Linked DNA regions of Mus musculus: region 2 is linked to region 1. The links are chromatin contacts, called in public Hi-C maps. All regions are on one chromosome and are shown on one strand. The core of a region is the stretch at or near the end of the contact, and the rest is flanking DNA. Distances in the headings are between cores, read along the strand shown.

Region 1 (3,207 bases), core at 501-3,000:
GTTAGGCTGTATTCTGGGACAGCAGCGTTACATACTGATATCCAGGTGCTTCCATACGGTAGTCACACACTTGGATTTCCACCCAGCTTCTGCAAATATGTCTCCAGGGGACTTCCTTCCTCACTGGCATAGGTAATCAATGTGCTTATCCAAAAGGCTAAAAGGCAATAGACAAACCCAGTGTCATCAATAAAATCCCTTTTGAAAAAAGGCATACTTCAGGGCTGAAGAGATGGCTCAGCAGTTAGGAGCACCGACTGCACTTTCAGAGTCCTAAGTTCAGTTCCCAGCAACCACAATGATGGTGCCGCACAATGGCATCTGATTGCATCTTCTGATGTTCATGAACACACACACACACACACACACACACACACACACACACACACACACAAAGTAATAAATAAAATAAATCTTTTAAAAAGGTGGGCATTCCCCCCTTGAGCCCTTAGTTAAAACAGTATACAAAACTTCCCAGCACATGGTTTTTGTTGCATCTTTTTGTTAATTGAAGGCATGGGAGATTGCAGACTACATTCACATAATTTCTATCAGGTAAGTTATCCATGGGGAGGCTTAACATGGATGAATGAATCATGTTTTAAAAGGGAAGTATATTATTAAGTCACTCATTCATTGAGCCCTCCTTTCTGTGTTATGGAACTTGGGATGCCCAAGTGTCACATGCACACACACTTGTATTGCCTGACAAGAACCAGAGTATAGGACAAGACTCACATATGTATGTCATTGTATTAGATGGCTTTACCCTGGAAGGCTGAACAAACATCTCACACAGGGCTTACCTCAGCTTTCAGTGATAAACAGGGCACTTGTATTGGTTGCATCATTTTAAAGATGGGGACGCTGGGAGTGAAAGCTAAGGAAGTGCCCTGCCACTGATTTGATTTGCCTGCCTACTGGCTGCACTTCTGACCCTTCTATCTGAGAAAGGAAAAAGAGAGACCAAAGGTCTCTTGGCCTTCTGTCTGCTGACCACTGCGACCCCTGGCCTTTCTTTGTCCCCCAATGATTTTATTTTATTTACATGTGGATGCACGCAGAAGCCAGAAGAGGGTATTTGATCCCAGGAGCTGGAGTTACAGGTGGTTTGAACCATCTATTGTGGATGCTGGACACTAAACTCAGGTCCTCTGAAAGAGCATCGAGTGCTCCTAATTTCTGAGTCCTTTAGCCCTGTGGAGTTTTCCTTCGTTCTCCAGCTGTAGCTGTTCAGTCTTTACCAACTGAGATCTGCCCAGATTCACTTTATGGAAATGTGCGAACCTAGAATAAGTTGCAAGGAATTACACGATGAGCCCATGGCACCCACTGCCTGCTGGGTGGTGAGCAAGATGGGCAGGCCATTCCCACCATCATCTAATTTCCTCCCTGTGGAAACGTTCTTCTGTGCTTCCTTGGATCTGGTGGTACACCTGTGTTATACTGAGCATGCTCATAAGCTCAGCTCTCGCATCTCTTCAAGCAAGTAGCAAGGAAGAGGGTCCTCCCTTGTCAATCAAAACCAGATTACTAGGAAACAGGGAAGGTTTCTTCCCTTTTCTCCAACTCAACTTTTTCTGAGCATGGGAAGAGTCAAGTTGACAAAATTAGTCTAAAATCCCAATCATTAAAAACAGCATTCTTAAACAAACAAAGCATTATGCACCCCCTTGACAGCTTCCATTTGTCTGCCTGATCTGGCTGGCGTGGGAAGAGCAGGAGTGTGTGATTTGTGAGTCTTGCCAGCAGAGGGCAGAGTTTACTGCTGAGACCCTGGTTTTTAGGGTTGTGCAGAATCGCAGCAAGACTGGGACAAGCAGAAGCTCGTCGAAAAACAACTCCTGTGTCAGCGGAGATGTTCATCACACTGGGGAGAAGCTGCAGCAGCCCCCCTTTACACAGCAAGGCATCCCTGTCTGGCCCTATCTGATTCTGTCCATAACCTCCGGGGTCTCTATGGAACTCTTCTGCAGCTGCTCAATGGTATCTGATTACATCACCACAAACAGACTTTGTGCAGAGGCCTGTGATCCTGCCCACGTTCATAGCATGCCCTGAGCCGTGTTGCTCCCATAGGGGACCCTCACAAGTGACACCCAGCACTCTTTTCCTGAATGGTGAAAGGGCTCTGGGCATCTCCCAGCCTTAGGACATCCATGCATGGCTGAATTGGGTTGTTACTTTGGAGTTACTCTAGCAGTAGGGTTTGCAGTGGTCTTCAAGCGGATGATTCTCCCCCAGCATGAGGGATCTTCATCTACAAGTGTAGGATTTGTCTTTGGGTATGGGTAAGGTTTTCTAAACACTGGTGAGTCCGCTGTGAATCTAATAGTAGGAGCCTGTGCTATATACAGCACAGGTGCAAGCGTCCTGAGGTGCTTGTCTGAGCACCACAAGGCAAGGAGCTGCAGTGCCTGGCCTTCATATTCATGGTCTGATCAGAGTCCCCTGTAGCTATCCTGATCTGCAACAGCTGAAATGGGGCTGCCTGCTTGCACAGGGCAACCACGGGGTCAAGTACAGTGGTGTTTTGCATGATTTTTACTGTGTGGGGTGTGCACTGTTGCATGTTTTAATTATGTAGCTAGGGTAAGGCTAGAAATGTAACAGACCAAGACTGAGCAAGGCAATGGAGAACAAATGGCTTCTGCCAATAGGGCATCAATCACAAGGTGAGGCCCTGGTAACTTTTTACATTATTGTTTTAATTTTTATTTCATATGCATGAATGTTTTGCCTGCATGTCTGATACCCGTGAAAGCCAGAAGAGGGCATCAGATCCCCTGGAACTGGAGTTACAAACTATTGTGAGCTTCCTTCCATGTGAGTGTGGAACTTGAACCTGGGTTCTTGAGAAAAGCATCCAGTGTTCTTGACTGCTGAGCCATCTCTCCAGTCCTGTGGCCTTGGTAATTGTGATCTGTACTCTGCACTGGGTGAAGAAAGAGTACTCAGCCTAATGAATGGACAGACAGACATACAGCTTACATAGCTCCTACTACAGTATGATTTTAACGATTTCCAAGTATAGACTCCTGTAGCTGTCATTCCTGTCTGTGAGGTGATATTTATAGCACCTATCTCAAGCTTCAGGGAACATAGGGAAAGACAGGCTAGGTCTCTGAAAATGCCAACTTGTACCTGGAAATTAGCATAAGACTGAAGAGTTTTCACAAATCAGTGGGAACAGCATTTATCCACCTG
Region 2 (3,207 bases), core at 426-2,925, 600 kb after region 1:
CTGTGATAAAAGATAGCCATTGTAATAGACATAACTCTCTTTAACATGTATTTATTATATTTATGAGTACACTGTAGCTGTCTTCAGACGCACCAGAAAAGGGCATCAGATCCCATTACAGATGGTTGTGAGTCACCATGTGGTTGCTGGGGATTGAACTCAGGACCTCAAAAAGAGCAGTCAGTGCTCGTTACCACTGAGCCACCCCTCCAGGCCCCTAGACACCACTCTTTAACAGATTATTTAAACCATAGTAACAAGAAGTTTTGTGTTATAATGTGTTTCCATTTGGAATGGTAATGTCTGCTGTTTTAAGAGTTGCCACAGAGACCCACTCAGGGTGGGTGCTGTACCTCACCCGGTCTCGGACACATGTGAAGGCACCCATGGAATGATGAAATCACAAGTGCCCTATTCCTTTCTTCTTTTCTTTCTTTTTTCCCTTCCTCCCCCCCCCCTTACCTTCATCGCCTCTTTTTCCCTTATCATTCCTTCTCCTCCCTTCTCCTTGATTCTCTTACCCAAAGCCTTTCCTGGGCAGGGGTAGAGCATGCATCCTCACAGAACAGTCCAGCATGGAATGACTAAGCCCAGCCCAGTGATATGGGTAGTCCTCTACCTCTGGGCCCACCCATGGTGAGAGATAGGCCAGGGTGTAATGTCATGGTACCCATAGGAATGAATGCAACATGGAATATGGAGGCAAACATGGTGGGAGAGCTTAGGGGGCAGGAGTTATAGAAAATATTGTTCATTGCAGGGACACATAGAAATACTGCACCTGTGTCACTCCTATCCCTTCTTACCTCTTTCTGAAACAAAGTTCCACTATGTAGACCAGGATGGCCTCAAACTCACCATGTAGACTAGGCTGGCTTCAAACTCACAGAGTTTGAGATCCACCTGCCTCTGCCTCTGAAGTGTTAGGATTAACATACACACACACACACACACACACACATATGATAGCTGAAAGTGTTTTCACTCAGGGGGTGGATTTGATGAGTTAGATGTCAGTGATAATGAGAGCCAAGTTCCTTGTTATTGGGCATGGAGGTTGAACACATGAGAACATAGAAGAAAGCCCCAGAGAAATCCTGGTGGTGCTGAGCTGGAATTTCAAGTGGCCACATGAGATCTGGTCTCTGCAGTGAGCCTTGACTCTGCGGGTCTTGCAGGGACTGTGGTGATTGCTCTGGTGTGCCCCCTCCCATGTACATCACCTTTCCCCTAAGCCAGTCATGACCTCCCCTCCCGTGTACATCACCTTTCCCCTAAGCCAGCCGTAACCTCCCCTCCTGTTTACATCAGCTTGTTGCTGAGAATCTTCTGTGTGTGGACCCAGATCTATGATGAGAGAGGATACCACCACCACCAAAGGGTTTAAAGGGGTGGGAGAGGACACTTAAAACCAACTGGCATTCCATTCTGTGGGTGCTGGAACATCCCTGTGGGGACTGACAGCAAGGCACTCCCCCACTGTGTCACAGGAAATCTGTTGGAGCCAAGATATTCTGGGTGCATAGCCCCTGGCGGGTGCTGACACACTTAGGGATGTATGGGGTGACTGGGAGAGCATCCACAGGAGGCCAGTGCTCACCTCCTCCCACCACAGCAGCCAACCCTACCCCCACCTTTCACAGATGAGTCAGTCCCACAGTACCCAGCAGTGGCTGAGAGCCAGGTCTTCCTTGCACTTGTCAGAGGACCACAGCTGCTTAGTTTGCTCTCTGTGCACAGTGAAGCTGAACCTTTGCAGAAATCCCATAGATCTCCATGCCGAAGCCCTGGGTACGGCCTGTACACAAGAGGGCGCTGCAGCCCTGCACATTGCTCTACACAAGAACCCCTGCTGGGCTGTACATGGTTTCCTAGTTCTTAGTGTCAGGGTTTCCCCATGCATGAACATCACCACCTGGTTGGAATGCGTCTGACTCACTAGGGGACACAGAACTGAACCCTGGTCTTGAGAAGTCCTTCTGTGGTATTGAGTGTGAGGCAGACACCAGGCTCAATGTTAAACACAAGAAGATGAAACACAGGGAGGACCACCCTCAGGGAGTCCAGAATCTAGGAGAAGAAAAATTGGAAGAACCTTTAAAGAAGGTTAGCTGGTTACCAGCATATCCCTAGTGCCTCAGCTCAGGCCTGGTCCTCTCTACCTTCTGGTAGGGCTTAGAGAACCTGTGAACAGTTCAGAAGTATGAAGGGCATAGGAGAAGGTACAGTGTGGCACCAAAACAAACAAAAAGGGAAGCACTTGTTTAACTGTCAGCTTGACATAAAGTAGAATCACATTAGGAAAGAGTCTCGGGGGGATTTTCTAGCCTGGCCTGGCCTGTGGGCATGTCTGTGAAGGTTTCCTTAACTGGGCTAATTATGTAGGAAGATTATCCTTAATGTGGGCAGCACCATTTCACGGGCTGGGCCTTGGATTGAATGAGGAGAAAGTATGAGCTGGGCACAAACACGCATGCGTTTATTCTCCCTGCCCTCAACTGGGCATGTGACCAGCTGTTTTAAGTTCCTCCTGCAATGAGGGTCAGTAACCTGGATAGACCCCTTCTTCCTTCTTCCTTTTTCCTTCTTCCTTCTTCCTTCCTTCCTTCCTTCCTTCCTTCCTTTCTCCTTCCTTCCTTCCTTCCTTTCTCCTTCCTTCCTTCCTTCCTTCCTTCTTCCTTCTTCCTTCTTCCTTCCTTCCTTCTTTCCTTCCTTCCTTCCTTCCTTTCTCCTTCCTTCCTTCCTTCCTTCCTTCCTTCTTTTTCTTCCTTTCTTTCTTCCTCTCTTCCTTACTTCTTCCTACCTTTCTTTCTTTCTTCTTTCTACCTTTCTTTTTAAATGTATGAGTGCTCTGTCTTCATGCACACTTGCATGCCAGAAGAGGGCATTAGATGCCTTTATAGGTGGTTCTGAGCCACCATGTGGTTTCTGGGAATTGAACTCAGGACCTCTGGAAAAGCAGCAGTGCTCGTAACCACTGAGCCATCTCTGCAGCCTCTACCCTTTCCTCCTGAAGTTGCTGTTCTCAGGATAGTTTATTACAGAACCAAGAAGCAAAGCTGTAGGCAGTTGAGCAGTGGCTGTTTGTGACAGACGAAGAGGAGGGAAAGGGGCAGCCAGAGGAGGACTGGTGTGAGAGGAAATGGCATGGAACAGCAAAGGCTGAGGGGAAGTGTGCAAACCAGGGAGTGCAGGCAGCCATAACCC

What was found. Hi-C and Micro-C count contacts between places; a contact is called where the count stands out from the background.
Region 2: a Hi-C map of cortical neurons shows a contact between it and region 1, with 2.7 times the contacts expected there. The contact joins two enhancer-like sites. A contact is called at or near these places in 1 of 484 Hi-C or Micro-C datasets (cortical neurons) and 1 of 115 datasets of contacts at active chromatin or transcription factors (SST interneurons).

What each region holds. Positions count from the first base shown.
Region 1 is chr5:27,073,456-27,076,662 of GRCm38.p6, forward strand. The region is part of intron 1 of Dpp6 (dipeptidylpeptidase 6); the gene reads left to right. Among named protein-coding and RNA genes, the nearest start is that of Dpp6, 26 kb to the left of the region's middle. Within about 2 kb of position 1,751, at least 14 of the 459 cell types and tissues checked have an H3K27ac peak or open chromatin away from gene starts, as enhancers often do. A contact at or near this core is called in SST interneurons and cortical neurons, where this site is marked.
Region 2 is chr5:27,675,731-27,678,937 of GRCm38.p6, forward strand. The region is part of intron 16 of Dpp6 (dipeptidylpeptidase 6); the gene reads left to right. Among named protein-coding and RNA genes, the nearest start is that of Paxip1, 110 kb to the right of the region's middle. Within about 2 kb of position 1,676, at least 25 of the 459 cell types and tissues checked have an H3K27ac peak or open chromatin away from gene starts, as enhancers often do. A contact at or near this core is called in SST interneurons and cortical neurons, where this site is marked.